Linked DNA regions of Triticum aestivum: all the other regions are linked to region 1. Evidence: chromatin contacts called from public Hi-C data. All regions are on one chromosome and are shown on one strand. The core of a region is the stretch at or near the end of the contact, and the rest is flanking DNA. Distances in the headings are between cores, read along the strand shown.

What was found. Hi-C and Micro-C count contacts between places; a contact is called where the count stands out from the background.
Region 2: a contact with region 1 is called in a Hi-C map of leaf, with 4 times the contacts expected there. The contact joins the promoter of LOC123157271 here to the promoter of LOC123156079 in region 1. A contact is called at or near these places in 2 of 5 Hi-C or Micro-C datasets (both in leaf).
Region 3: a Hi-C map of leaf shows a contact between it and region 1, with 4 times the contacts expected there. The contact joins the promoter of LOC123159131 here to the promoter of LOC123156079 in region 1. A contact is called at or near these places in 3 of 5 Hi-C or Micro-C datasets (all in leaf) and 1 of 1 datasets of contacts at active chromatin or transcription factors (leaf).

The regions. Positions count from the first base shown.
Region 1 is chr7B:399,081,474-399,086,487 of IWGSC CS RefSeq v2.1, reverse strand. It overlaps LOC123156079 (succinate dehydrogenase [ubiquinone] iron-sulfur subunit 1, mitochondrial), which reads right to left and starts at 2,678. Exons shown (of 2, transcript XM_044574241.1): 1 at 1,914-2,678. The coding sequence starts at 2,587.
Region 2 is chr7B:398,082,902-398,087,915 of IWGSC CS RefSeq v2.1, reverse strand. It overlaps LOC123157271 (glycosyltransferase family 92 protein Os08g0121900), which reads right to left and starts at 2,506. Exons shown (of 2, transcript XM_044575528.1): 1 at 2,021-2,506; 2 at 1-1,502. The coding sequence starts at 2,225.
Region 3 is chr7B:398,555,837-398,560,850 of IWGSC CS RefSeq v2.1, reverse strand. It overlaps LOC123159131 (protein STICHEL-like 2), which reads left to right and starts at 1,962. Exons shown (of 6, transcript XM_044576956.1): 1 at 1,962-2,237; 2 at 2,844-4,016; 3 at 4,124-4,340; 4 at 4,525-4,719; 5 at 4,863-5,014. The coding sequence starts at 2,889.

The DNA of each region.
Region 1 (5,014 bases), core at 1,429-3,928:
AACAGTCAACAGACAAGCTTAATTACAATATGATATAACAGAGAATCAGATATAAAATCTCAGTGCACACATCAAATAAAGTCAGATCAGATAAATATTGAATCAAACAGCCAGCTTTTAGAAACCTTGAACAATAGAATCTTTAGCTTCATAAATGCTGAATAGCATGAAAAACAGTACATTACACTGCTTCAACTAAATAAAGAGAAAACCATGCCGTTTGCTGGCAAAACAAAGCTTGACAAATAGTTTCAGGAATCAAACACTGAAAGAGGGCAACCTTATTTTGCTGGACTACTGAAGAGCTAGTTCTTTGTTCTACCCAGCTCTTAACATCTACCAAGACGCTTTCTTAACACCCATCAGTTCACCCTTATTTGCCAAGGTGCGGAACACGATACGGGACATGCGGAATTTCTGGTAGACACCACGAGAGCGGCCCGTGAAAATACAGCGGTTTCTAAGACGTGTCATGTTACTATTTCTTGGCAGCTTGGACAACTTATAGCGAAACTTATCCCGCATATCTGATGGAAGTTCAGGGTCCCTACAGACAGCCTTATAAAGCTTTCCTCTCAGCTCATATTTTGCTGCAAGAATTCTACGTTTGTGATCCCGCAAGTTTCTCTTCTCTGAGACTGAGACCCCATGGTATCCTCGAGCTTGGACGTGCATGAACATGCTGGGTTTTGGTTTCATTAGCGTCCCCCACAGCGGAAGCATGCTGGGTTTCGGTTTCATTAGCGTCCCCCAATCCGGAAGCCTAAAAAGGGTGAACGGGCGAACGTGTCATGGACTTAACAACATCCTAAAGCTTACAGCAAAAAGGCATTAAATATATTAGACAATTATCATTTTAATTTTGGTAGAACATAACCATAATTTGCTGGTAAAGGGGAAACTAGAATGATCTCTACTGAAACAGAGGCCACCACAAATAAAAGTAACTTCCGAATCAAGGCCTCATCAAGAATCAGGCTACTAGGGGGGGGGGGGAGCTAAACTAGTACTTTCGATGTCATCAAGAATGTCGTGAAGAAGCATACTACAAAAACTACAGACTAATGATTATTTCCAGCAGCGGCATCAACTTCCAAATCAATCAGCCAAAGACCAGATAAAAGAGAATAGAAGCAGTCACCAAACAGAAATTTCACACTATCCACCAAATGATCATCTACACCGCTTCGCCGGGGGGCTAGCAAAAAAGTAACAGATGATCATTGCATGAATCGACCCAAAAAATATACAAACAATCACTGATGCCCTAATGTGTATAGGCAATCTTCAACCAAATGGGCATTTCACTCTATCCACCAAACAACATCTACACCGCTTCGCCAGGGGGCTAGCAAAAAAGTAACAGATGATCCTTTGCATAAATGGACCCAAAAAAATATACAAACAATCACTTAAGCCCTAAAATGTAAAGGCAATCTTGAAGCAAATGGGCATTTCACACTATCCACCAAACGATGGTCATCTACACAGCTCAGCAGGCAGTAACAGATGGTCTTCATTTTCTTTGTTTTGCTCCGCTTGCGAGCTGTAATCTTTATGACTTTGTGCTACTTCGAAACTTTTTAATAAGATGGCTGCATGCATCATTATGATGCAGAGGCCGGGGGTACGCCTCCATTTCCAAAAAAAAATGGACCAAATAATTCAGCTTCACAACAGACCAGCGAATCATTCTCCTAGATAAATAAACGCACTTAGTTGCACACCCAACTACCTAAGCGAGATAAAAACCACCCTACGTATCATCGCACAACCAATTCACAGCATGACACACCAACCGATCAATCACATGTCATTCAGTAATCGAGTAGATCCAGCAGACAGACGCAACATACTCAGCATATCATCACAATTCACGATATCAAGAGCCTACGAGGAAGGTGCGGGTATACCTGTTGGCATGGAGCAGCGCGGCGGGGCCGAGATACTCCTCTGGGTTCCACCAGTAGGACGGGCAGGATGTGGAGCAGCAGGCGCAGAGGATGCACTCGTACATGCCATCGAGCTTGGCGCGGTCGGCCTTGGACTGGTAGATCTCCTTCCCTCCAGCCGCCGGCGGGTCCTTGCGCTTGAGCCACGGCTCCACGCTCTTGTACTGGTTGTAGAAGTTGGTCATGTCGACGACGAGGTCCTTGACGACGAACATGTGGGGGAGCGGCGAGATCGTGGAGGCCCCGGCCGCCTCCGAGGAGATCTTGGTGAGGCAGGCCAGCCCGTTGTCGCCGTCGATGTTCATGGCGCAGCTGCCGCAGATGCCCTCGCGGCAGCTCCGGCGGAAGGTGAGGGACGGGTCCTGCTCGTTCTTGATCTTGAGGAGCGCGTCGAGCACCATGGGGCCGCAGTCGGAGAGGTCCACCTTGTAGTCCTTGAGGTGGGGCTTGGTCGACGGGGAGTCCGGGTCCCAGCGGTAGATCGAGAAGGTCTTGGTGCTGGCTGGCTTCGATGAGGGGGGCGGCGGCGCGGGGGATGAGGAGTGGGGCTTGGAGGCGACGAGGCGGGAGGAGAGGGCCGGCGAAAGGAGAGCGCGCGCCGCCGGCGAGCGGCGGAGGAGGGCGGCGGCGGCCATCGATTTGGGGTTTCGCGTTTCTCTCTCTCTCTCTTTTCTCCTTTATTTTTGGGAGGTTGGAGAGGGGAAGGGGCTCGTGGTGGGCTTAGGCCCAGCTGGGTATATATATATTCGGGCGTAGATGGGTGGATGACGTGTGGGGTCAAGTTGGAGGTAAAGGAATGGCGGTTCTAGGGTTGAGATGGGTTACTGACAGGTGGGGCTCCTGAAAGCTTGGGTTGGGCCTTCTTGTGGATGGGGAGGGTGGAGATGTGGACAAGCTCTGGGCCGTTTGCAAGATGACAAAGGGAAGTTGGCTAGGGAAAATGACTTCAGCGTAGCGCCAAGCTTTATGGGATTTGTGTAGCTTTTTCCTCCTCTCGTTTTTCAGGTCTTCTATTTCAGTTTTGACGCTGTTGTCATACCGGTCTTCAATGTCAGAATTTGAGAATAGTCTAGGAAACTGAAACTACCTTTATACTATTGTACTATCTCCTTCCTGAGTTTCTGGTTTATTAGTCCCTTTAAAATTTGTGCTAAATTTTGATCAAATATTTAACTGACAAAATATTAGCGCAGTCAACAAAATTATATCATTGGATTCGTATTTAAACATAGTTTTTAGTGATATAATTTATGGTGACATGCAAAAACATTTTATTAGTTAAATTTATGGTTAAAATTTGACACAGATTACAATGGGGATCAATAAACCAGGACATAGGTAGTAGTTAACAACATACTTCGTTCATAAATGTAAGACGTTCTGGCATTTTTAATGTGCTTGTTCACTAATTTCAATTTACATGTAGTTTATATTAAAATATTCAAAACATCTAATATTTGTGTACGGAGAGATAATTTTGAATGTAAAATAGAATGAATAAATTAAGTCGTTCGTACACAACGGTTTTCTCCATTTTTTCTTTCTCCTTTCCTCCATTTTTTCTTTGGATTTTTGTTTCTTTCCTAGTTTCCAACGGTTTTCATTGTTTTTCTGTTTTTCTATGCTTTTGTATCGGTTTTGACTGTCTTCCATTCTTTTTGCACTTCTTTCCTCGGTTTTCTTTTTTTCTTTGGTTATTTTGTTTCTTTTGGGGTTTTCATGTTTTTTCTTTGTTTCTTTTCGTTTTTGTCATATATTTTCCTTACATGTCAAGAATATTTTTTAACACATGTTTAATATTCTTCAAATACATGTTTCATTTTTTTTTTCATACATGGTCAACATTTTTAAGATTTTCAAATGCTTGATTAACATTTTTTAAATACAAAATTACCATTTTTAGAATACATGGTCAACATTTTTCTATACACATTTTGACATTTTCAATGTTTGATTAACATTATGCAAAACACAAGATTTACATTTATTTGAGACAAGGTCAACATTTTCTCTGTACACATTAGGAAAATTCAAATGCTTGACTAACATTTTTCAAATACATTTTTAAAATTTTAAATGCTTTATTAACATTTAATCAATACATGATCAACTTTTTCCACACACATTGTATATTTTTAGTATACATGAGGAACATTTTCTTTATACACATTTAATATTTTTTAAATGCCAGGTTAACTTTTTTATTACATGGTCAACATTTTTTGTATACACATTTTAAAGTTTTTTTCAAATGCTTGATTAATAATTTTCAGATACAAGATTAACATTTTCTGAATAGGTGGTCAAATAATTTTCTATACACATTTTTACATTTTCAAATGCTTGATTAATATCTTTTTAAAATACAAGTCTGATAATTTTTTAATACATAATCAAAATTTTCTACACCCATTTAACAATTTCCAGATGCTTGCTTAACAGTTTTTAAATACTTGTTTATCATTTTTTCAACTGCTTGATTAAGATCTTTATGCTTATTTAACAAAAAAATCAACTGCTTGATTAAGATTTTTCAAATGTTCAGTCCTACATCGTGTCCCCGGCCACCAACGCCACGCGCAGCCCTACCCTCGCACGCTCGAACCGCATCCTGCGTCCAGCTAACGTCACTCCGGTCAGGCCCCTCCCCTGAGCGTGGTCGTGGCTTCGGCCACTATTCGACCATGACCTTAGCAATGTCGCGGAGCGTAAGCCGGCACAAAGGAGGTCTGGCTCCTTCCCTTTGACCCCTTGGACCAGCCCGAGTCCCGGCCAAGCTAGTCATAGGCCGGCGCAGACCTAGCTGGCCGTCACCACCGAACACGGCGACGCCATGGCCCCTACAACCCCTCCCGGCCTATAAAAGGGCACCTGAGCCCTCCAAACACCTCACACTACCTCCACTCCTCTCCCTTACATACCACACGCTCTCTAATACTTGCCGCCGCAGCCTCTAGCCAGCCAATCAGACTGAGCTCGGCCGCTCGAACCTCGCCATCGGCAGCCCCACCCACGGCTCCTCAAGCCCAGCCTTCACTGCCAGTAGATTCACCACAACCTAC
Region 2 (5,014 bases), core at 1,257-3,756, 1.0 Mb after region 1:
TTCACAGAACCGACGCGGCCAATCCTCCGGTTCCACTGGTTTGGTCCCTAGACCTGGCGCCCTGTCCCTGGATCCAACATTCTCCTCGTCCTGCCAATCGGCAACATAGGTCGCCACGCGGCCAGCAAACTTTTCTTTGAACACCTCCCAGACTTGGTATTTGTAGTGATTGATCAGCATCACTCCCTGGCCAACATTCACATACTTCATCCCTTCCTTCAGATGGAAGTGGTGCACCACGTTGATCAGTGATGGATTCAATGCATCTGGCCTGACAATTGACTTGTGCCGCTCCGGCGCAGCCAGCCGGCAGGTGTAGCCTGTTGTGACGCCTTTCTTAGGAATCTTAGTCCGGCCTGATGGACCAAAGCTGTGGCATGCAGTCCTGAGTTCACCAATCCTTGGCCTGCTTGAGTAATTCCGGAGGACATCTTGTAGAGTTTGGTTGCCAGGGAAGTGCAGGAACTCATCGATGTCGATGAACCCCACCCACTCGCAGCTCTCCCGCGCCCTGAGTGCACAATGTGCAAATCCAGCCTCCTGAGATTTCATCCAAGGCCACAAGTGGCGTGTTGCATTGTATGCGGATGGATCCATGGAACCGAGGACTTCCTCGATGCCATCATCACTGTTGTTGTCATAGATGAACCACCGTTGCACTCCGATATGGGAGTGGTACATGATCCATTCCCGCAAGAACCGTGCTTGGTTGCGCAGCATGGTGCACACACACATTGAGTGTGCCTTCTGCTGCCGATGTCTTGTATGCCGATGCCGGTTATACCTTGGAAGTGGCTCTGGTTGCGCGATTGAGGGGAGTGTAGAGCTCCCCCGGCCCTTAGTCCTGATGGAGACCAGCATAGGCTTGCCATCACTGTTTCTGTTGATGTTTCCATCAGCTGTCATCCTGAGGTACCGGCGAATGCGGACAGGTGTCACACACCGGAATGTCTCTTGTGCAGCAGAAACCACAGGGGAGGTGACAACGAGCTTCGGCTTTGACAGGTCCCGGCCAAAGACACACTCATACCGTGATGGCACACCGAGACGGCCTGGACGGAGGTTCATCCCTTTGGCAAACACAACGGTGGAGTTGTCCCGGCTGTCAAGAAGTGCGGTGTACACGAGCTGATCCCATTGGAATGGTGTCACCGGAGGTGACTGGGACAGCGACAGGGACACAGCCATCCCAGACGGTCCGGCAGGGCAATGGACGAGGCTTGGTCCATCTGGCAAGGCAGCAACTGAGAGGGGACGACGACGCAGCTGCGTTGAGTTGGCAGTGGAGTACAGGCACTCGAAGTGCCCGGGAGCTGGCAGCAATGATCCGTCACCGAGGATTACGAGAAGATGGTCCGGCAGAGCGACAGCATGCCGGATTTGGACAGACGGTGAAATGGTGCCGGCACCGTTGCCTCCAGCTTGCTGCACCCGGCGCTCCGAGGAGAGGGCGTTCAGGGTCGCCGACGGCCAGGCCGTCAAGAGCACCGGCCGGAAGGACGCTGCATCCATCACAAGAAGACGAGATCAATTAGCAATCACAGGAAGAAATAGCCAAACGGATTTAGCGTGCCTAAATTCTTCATGTGACGACGTGAGGCATTTGCGTTCTATTCTGGGATCAATCAGTCAAAAGGTAGCAGCATGTGACTGACTGGATGGCTAGCGTTACAATTCAGAAACGGCAAGCTGCTATAATCGAGGCAAGAGTCGAGTGATAAGAACTGCAATTTTTCCCGTGAATGGTAGGACTCCAATCAGATCTAACGGCAACCTCGCGAGAAACAGTCCAACTTCCATTTTTCACCATCCAGACGATGAACATCGAACCCAAACAAAATTTCGCATGTAAAAAATGTTCTTTTTGTGTGTTCTTTCTGTCAAAATCATTTGAAATGATCCCACCACCCTCTGCCACGAGATTCCCGTGAGAAAATAAATAATTCTACTATCCTACCTAATCCCAAACCGATTTGGCCCACGCGGGCTCCAGATTCCAGGGGCAGGGGAAGCGGCTCACCTCCAATGGCGTGCACCCCGCCGAAGACGACCGCGCCGGCGCAGAGGAACGCGAAGAACACCGCGAACAGCCGCCGCCGTCCCCCCGCCGCAGGCGACCGGTGACCACCCCTCGCGCCGAAGCTCCCGCCTCCTCCTCCTCCTCCGTTTGCCGCCTTACCACTGCCGAGCCTGCTCAGCTTGCGCTCCTTGGCCGAAACCGCCATTTCGGGAACCTCCCGTCGGTCCGTCCGTCCGTCCGTCCGTCCGTCTACTCCTCACCACCCCGGCAGGAACAGCTCAGATCCACGAGAAGGCCAAGAGGCCGCACCATTCATTCACACCGCGCTACGCGTCGGCGGCGCGACGGCAAGCACCCTCCCTCGATGCCGCGATAGCCGGGGGTGTGCGGAGGTGGTGGCCGCAGAAACCGAAGCGGTGGTTTGCGGCGAGGTGGGAAGGAAGTCGTCGCCGCAGCAGCAGCGGTGGGGTTTATACCCGCGCGCACGGAACCGACGTGTGGGCCAGATGGGCCCGGACGTCGGTGGCACGCGGAGCGTTCCAGACTGTGAGGGGCAGGACCCCTCACTGACAGGTGGGTTCGGGGGTAACGGCACGGCGCGTCCGGCCAATTGGGAGACAGGTGCGTTTAGCTCTGGAGGGGAATGAACATGATGTGTGGGTCCACGCGGTCAGTCGGTGAGACGAGGTGGTGTTTTGGCGTGGTGGAACAGCAATTATTGGGGTGCACATGGAGGATGGTATCCTGTCCTATATGTTCATTTCGGAATTTCCTTTTGTTTTTTGTTTGGACAAAGAGTTTCCTTTTGTTGTTTCATGGGTGCTCACCACATATGCCATGCCGTGTTCATTCGTGAATTTCTTGGAGGAGAATAAAATATACTCCCTCCGTTCCTAAATATTTGTCTTTCTAGACATTTTAAATGACTACTACATACGGATGTATGTAGACATATTTTAGAGTATAGATTCATTTATTTTGCTTCGTATGTAGTTACTTGTTGAAATGCCTAGAAAGACAAGTATTTAGGAACGGAGGGAGTATAATTTATTGAGGTGAGAGAAGAAGACCGCTCAGTTGATTGATGACGTTGCGCGCACAATCGCCTGATTGATGACTTTGCGCGGGTCGACCGCCTCGGGACCCCAAATCAGAATCTGATCCGACGACCCGCAACAACCCCGACCCAAAACGAGTTTTGCAACACCATCCTTGTTGCAAACCTTTCAAGCACAACAGTCAGTTAGTCTGTTGCAGAGTGGCTAGGGTAAGGAAGGCGGTCGCGGCTGGATCCACAATGTCTGCAACACAGCTCCTCGACCTGCAGCGGTGGCTGGATCCACAGCGGCGATGACCAATGCATACGACACACATCGGCGGCTAGTTCCTGCAGTGGTGACGACCGACATAAATCTCCGCGACGATGACGAAGACACATGTCCCCGTCGATGGAGGCCACTCCGACTCTGTTTTCCTAGCAGCAACAAAGGGGGGGTTTTAGGTCGTGTGTCATAAGGAAATGTTTTGGGGTGATTGCAACAAGCCTCTTATTGCAAAGGGCCCGAGGGCAACATTACCCTTGTTGCAAAAGGCTAGCCATGCTTTGTCGGACCGGGGTGCAGCAGCACAATTTTTTTCCTGCAACAGGGGTCTTGTTTCAGAAGGAACGGAACGGTTTGGGGATGCTACGACAAGGCTCCTGTTGCAGCGAACGAGCGCAACACTAACCTTGTTACAAAGACTAACCAAGGATGCTAGACCTACGAAAGCTTTGTACGTAACCTACCTAATTACCCTTCTCCCCTAACTAAACTGTGGAGGTACCAGATCTGAAGTTTGATGGCGTGTCCGGGGTGTTGCCCCGGTCTGATTCGTTCAACGATAATGGCTTTGCCTTTGGCGAGCCACCTTGGAGGTCCGCAAAGCTGCATATCAGTGATGGGGCCACGTCGAGTTCGGTTGAGGAGATGATCCGTCATTTTTTTTCTTTCGGTGGCTGCTGTGGTGGTGCCAGAGGCAGGTGACAGGCGTTGGTGTCCAGCTCAGGAACGTTCTGCTATCTTTTTCATTTTTGTCATGTCAGTCTTTATGTGACTTATACTATAATCTTTATGATATGAAGGAGACACGTAGTACCATGAAAAAACTAAGGAGGTGTTTGGTTTCAGGGACTTTTTTATGTTGGGACTAAAAAAAGTCTCTAGCAAACCAAACATGGAGGGATTTTTTTGAAACTTTTTGCTAAAAGTTCTTAGAAGCACCTCCATGAGAGTCTTTTTCAAAAAGTTCTAGAGACTAGAAAAAGTCCTAGGACTAGAGAACCAAACACCATCTAAATTGTCCCCCCTCTAATTTTCAGGGTGGGCCTGTGCGCCTAATGAAAACCAAACAAAACCTGCCAACTAATTACGGAGGCCTTTCCTTTGTAAGTCGCTATGTAGTTGTAGCAAAGCTCACATGGCAATCGTGTTAAAAAAAAGATCACATGGCAATCAGACGGCTATTATATGCTCCATCCAACAACGAAGCGATCGGTCTTTTCGGATCATCACCCAATCAACATGTAGCGCTGCTCGTAAATTCTTGCAAAAAAAAAGGTGCGGGTTCACTTTAAGCTATAAACATGTGAATCTTCACCTAAAAACATGTGAATCTTTACAAAGAAAAAACATGACTATCTATGGCATGCATTTTTTTTAGGATTGCATGCAAAGAAATTATTAAACATTTTAGATTATTGCGATATCTGCTTTTGCTATATTGTTAGTTCAATTTTAGGTCCCTACCAAAAAAAGTATAATTTCTAATTGTACTAAGATATTTATCAATACCGGGCGGCAACCCTGGATAGGAATCTCATACCTTGAAATTGAGATATGCAATCATACTTCACATGATATTTATCAATGGATGCTGTCGAAAAAAAGAGGTATTTATCAATGGATGATTTCCGTTGTGTTTTCTCTTGTGAGAGCAAGCGAAATTGTCATGCTT
Region 3 (5,014 bases), core at 713-3,212, 520 kb after region 1:
GCCCTGACAAAATCTTGCGTCTGCTGCCTCCATGGAGATCTTCCACTGTAGCCGCAGCATTGCTATACAAAGCAGTCGATCCAGTTCAGTAAAGAGGGGTTCTCTTGTGTCTTGAAGAAAGGTGGATTTTACCCTTGCCATTTGCCGTGTCGTGGACAGATGGATGGATGGAACACTTGTTGTCCTGTCTGCTCCAACAGTCCACACACAGCGCGACACACGGCCCCCTTCTCTCTGTACTGCAGACTTTCACAGCGCGTGCATGTGCATCTTCTTCACAAACAAGATGGTAGAGGGAAAATGGGAGAGAGAGGTGGCATGGAGCATGGAGATGGGAGAAAGATAGAGGATTCTTTTCCAGCTTTTGCTGGCATGTGTCCGTAGCGGAATTGCATGCATGGGATTCCATCCCAGCCCAGTCCAGCAATTCCCACTGTAGAAGCGCCGCACTTTGTCGATTATACTTTGTCAAGCTGATTCATTTTATCTACTAGCTTAATACTCAAATGAATTACTAGTACCCATAAGAAAGTGCCTATATCGAGGTGAAGGAGCATGCAGTATCACAAGATGTTAGTGTCGTGCTCAGCACTGTTTGCTCCTAGACCATAGGTTGTATGGAAGCCAAACCAAGGGTCAAACCAAAAGTGGGACCTTTTCACGGATAGCTACGCACACCGTCGCTGTTAGGCTAGCCAGGCTCCTGTTTTTAATCACAGGAGCCTACTGTACTGATCTAGCATGATTAAGAACACAGGCCGGCTAAACTTCATAGTATTATTTTTCAAAGAAAAAGATAAGCACGAGGAACTGTCTGATTTGGGAGTGCTTACCCTGTAGATTCGGGCACGATGATGCGATCATATCTTAAATGGCGGGCTAATCTCATGATTAAAGCCAACATTTGTTTCAGCAGCGCAGCGAGCAGAGTCGAGACTACTAGCTCATCACCAGCGCCCTGCCTTCGTTGCCTAATCACTAGCAGTAGTAATGAAATGGTGATTAGAAAACGAGTAAACACATCGCCGCACCTAACTAACCTTGGCCCCCCTGTGTCGTATCCCCGTTAAAAGAAGAGAGAGATAAATAATACCGCGAACATGTGCTCTAGAGAAAAAGAAGGTCCCAGACATCCATTCCACCCTCCATCTCCTGGCACAAGAAACAAATGCTCAAGGTGGGTGCTGCATTGCATACAAAACAGAGAACAGTGCAACCATCACAATTCCATAACATGGGTAGGCTCCAAATCAGATGATAAACAAATCAACTACTCCTACAAAAACAAAAAAATCAGACGATGATGAGATGCCCTCGGATGGGAAAAGACGATCTTGTGCCATCATAATATACATGTCCGTCTGAAACACATAATTTCCTCTTGATTGATCTCCACAAATCTTCAGAATTGTACTCCGGATTCGGCAACCATCCGTGCGAGCGAGCGTGCGTGCAGTTGGACAAAAACAGGGGTACAAGGGCAATTGCGTGCTGTCAAACAAATAAGGAAACCCGGCGTTTCAAACGGTACTGTGATTGCCGTTTGATGTGCAATTTACGCAGGAAACAAAAACGAGGCCACGCCAGGAAAGCCAAATTTTGCTTTTGGGCGAAACAGAGTTATTCTGGCAGTAAAGGATGAGCAAAGGACGAGCAGAGCACAGAGAAGCGGTGGGGTCACGAGCCCCCGCCCCCGCCATCAGCAACAGTAAATCTGACGCCATCCTCACGCGCCCCTCGGTCGCCGACGCGTGGGCCCGGGTCCAACCTGTCATGGACTCGGCGCACGGCCACTGCCCCGTCCGTTATGATTCGGCCGTGACGGAGCCGCGCAATCCTCTCGGTAAAAGACGAGCATGCCCCTGCTGTTCACACCAATCTACGGCTGTAAAGCCACCGATGAGCGATGGCACGCAGCCCGAGGCGCGGCCGGCCTCCGATTTCCTCTACTCCAGTCTCCACCCAGGCCTCGCGGGGCTAACCATCCGTCGACTTCGGGCGAATTTACGCGCCCTGCCACTGCGCTGCCCCTCGTCTTCTTCTTGCTCCTGCGGCCCCTCCACCCCGCCTCCCTCCGCTTCGCTCGCGTTATTAATGCGGTGGCGGCGGCGGTGGTGGTAAATACCGGGAGCGAACTGGAGCGTGGCGGTGGCGGTGCCTAAAGGCTGTGCCGGTTTTCCTCTCCTCGTCGGCGGCGGCGGTGGCGGTGGCCGGCTTCGCGGTGGTAGGGACGTAGGGTAAGCTTTCTTTCGGTTCGAATCCCGACCTTCCCTCTTCTGTTCCTGCTTGGTTTCCTTCTGGTTGTTCGGTTCGCGTGTCGCCGAGATGCTCTGATTCTTCGTTTTCTTTTCCTTCTTTGAGGTGCATTCCTCTATGGGGAATTGCGCTCCCGTCTCCCTTTTTTAAATCCCCCCGCTGCCAGGTTTTTCTTCCAAGAACCTCAATTCCCAGGTTGTTTTTTCTCTCCTCTTGTTTTCTCTTCTCAGATGCGTTCTGCATTTACGATTTTGTTTCTTCTTCTTTGCGAGTTCTCTCTCTCTTTTTTTTTACCAGTGCAAGATTGATTTGCTCAAAACCGTACACCCAATTTCTATCCTTTTCTGCTCCCAAGATTGATTGTCTGCGCGGTAAATGCTGTTAGGGTAAATCGCAGCGGGAGGGAGTCTGTTTCCTGAAAAATCGCGGTCCACGGCCTGCATTTCCTGTTACCAAATATCTAAAAATAGATGGAAATTTTAGATGGGGAATCTGCTTCATGTTTCAAAATTTCGTGTTAGCGTGCAATGCATGTGCTTTCCTTGTCACAAGTCAACATTGTTCCTAAAGACTCGTCAGCATTGCAGGATTCAGCTGTCTGCAGTCTTATCAGCCTGCGGAAGCTTTGCAAGATGATTGAGGGGAGGAGGCATTCGGTTGATATCCCGATTTCGAGGGCTCTGGTCGCTGTCATGAGGTCCAGATCTCTGAGGGACCCAGACACCAACTCGCTGGCCAAGTTCTCGGCCAAGAAGACCATCTGGGAGGGGTGTTCCCTCGAGGAAGATGACGTGGAGGCAAGCAATTACGGCAGGCACAGCTTCAGCTACAACATGTATGATCATGTCCAGAGGAGGAGGGAGGAGTTTGGCGGCCGCCTCGCCAACTCTCCGATCAACATAATCAAGGCCAACGCGCGGGTGAAGGCGGCGCTTCATAACCAGAACTGCTGCTCTGCGATCCCCGGGATGTCGAGAGCTGCCAAGGACAGGGCTTTCTCTCTGGTGATTGAAGGGGAAGAGCTCGGCCGGAGTGAGCCCCAGGAAGGCGCAAGAAGCTTGCTCCAGAAGTACCGGCCAAAGTCTTTCTCTGAGCTGGCTGGACAGAATGTTGTTGCACAGTCTCTTTCAAACGCTGTTTCTCAAGGAAAGCTTGCTCCAATCTATCTCCTCCACGGCCCGCACGGCATTGGCAAGACATCCGCGGCTAGGGTATTTGCAGCGGCGCTGAATTGCCTCTCTCCAGGTGGGAACCAACCTTGTGGGCACTGCGAGGAATGCGTGGCCATATTCTCAGGAAACAGCAACAGTGTGGTAGAGGTTGATGCTTCCAAACTGGATTGCAAATCTAGAGTTGCTGTCTTGCTCAGGAATGCCTGTGAAATTCCTGCTTCTTCGCACTTCAAGGTACTTATTGTAGATGATTGCCAACATATGGATAAGGAGGGATGGTACTCCATCTACAGTAGCCTTGAAGGGATCCCTGCAAGCTCAATATTTGTCATGATAACATCCGACATCGATAAACTACCAAGCAACTCCGCTGGATGGTGCCAGAGCTATAGGTTTTGCAAGATAGATGATGCAGATATTGTCCGCCGGTTGAGCAAGATTTGCACAAAAGAAGGTATGGAGTTCGAAGCCGAAGCGCTGGAGCTTCTTGCTCGCAAGGCAAGTGGTTCCATTCGGGATGCAGTTCAAATGCTTGACCAATTAACTCTGCTCGGAAAAAGGATCAGCAAATCAGTAACATACGACCTAGTAAGTTGATTTACTCAAGCTTTCTAGCTTCATATATATCATCAGAAAATATGTTATCCTTTTTTCTTCTTTGAACCTATAAATAACCTCCAATTATATTTTGGCAGATAGGTGATGTCTCAGATGAAGAGTTGCTTGATCTTCTTAATCTGTCTATGTCATCAGATGCTGCTACCATTGTTCGGAGGGCTAGGGAGCTTTTGAGTTCAAAGGTCGATCCCATGCAGCTATTGGCTCAGCTTGCAAATCTTATCATGGATATTTTAGCTGCGAAGCAACCCTCAGATTCTTCAGAAGTTAGGAAAGTTACTGGCAAAAATACATGTACGTGCACTTCCCTTCCTAGGCAAACTTTAAAGTTGTGCGAGCTACATGAGACATAGCGGCACACAAATCTGCGATTTTGTTGATGATTTATAGCACTATCCCTATGTGTGTATATAAGCTTACAGTGTACATGGATCTATTATTTCCATATCTGTCTAACCCTGTCTGTGCAACTTCTCAGCTGCTGATGTGGACGTGCACAAACTTAGGAATGCGCTGGAAATACTTTCTGAAACCGAAAAGCAATTGAAAACCACGAAGAACCAGTCCACTTGGCTCACCGCCGCTCTGTTACAGTTCAATATGAGAGAGCCTTACTGCCTAGAAGCCCTAGATGATACTGCAGTTTCAAGCATGTTCACAGAGAGTCAAACAGGTACCTCGTGTTCTCTGTCTGAAAAAGGCATGCTGCATTAATGCCGAATATCTCAAATTGTTCCCTATATCAAATATCATTATGAAACAAATCTCTGATTACAGGTGTCTATTTTTCTGATAATCATGCTATTAATTGTGCAGACGACGGGGCTGCTGCCCTGAAAGATGAAAGCTTAGAGACCAGTTCTCATCTGTGCTACCAGAACAAACTTGGATGTCTGGATATGAATTTAGGAGATCCAGATGTACTGGAGACGATATGGATGAAGGCTCTTGAAAACTGCACATCTAAG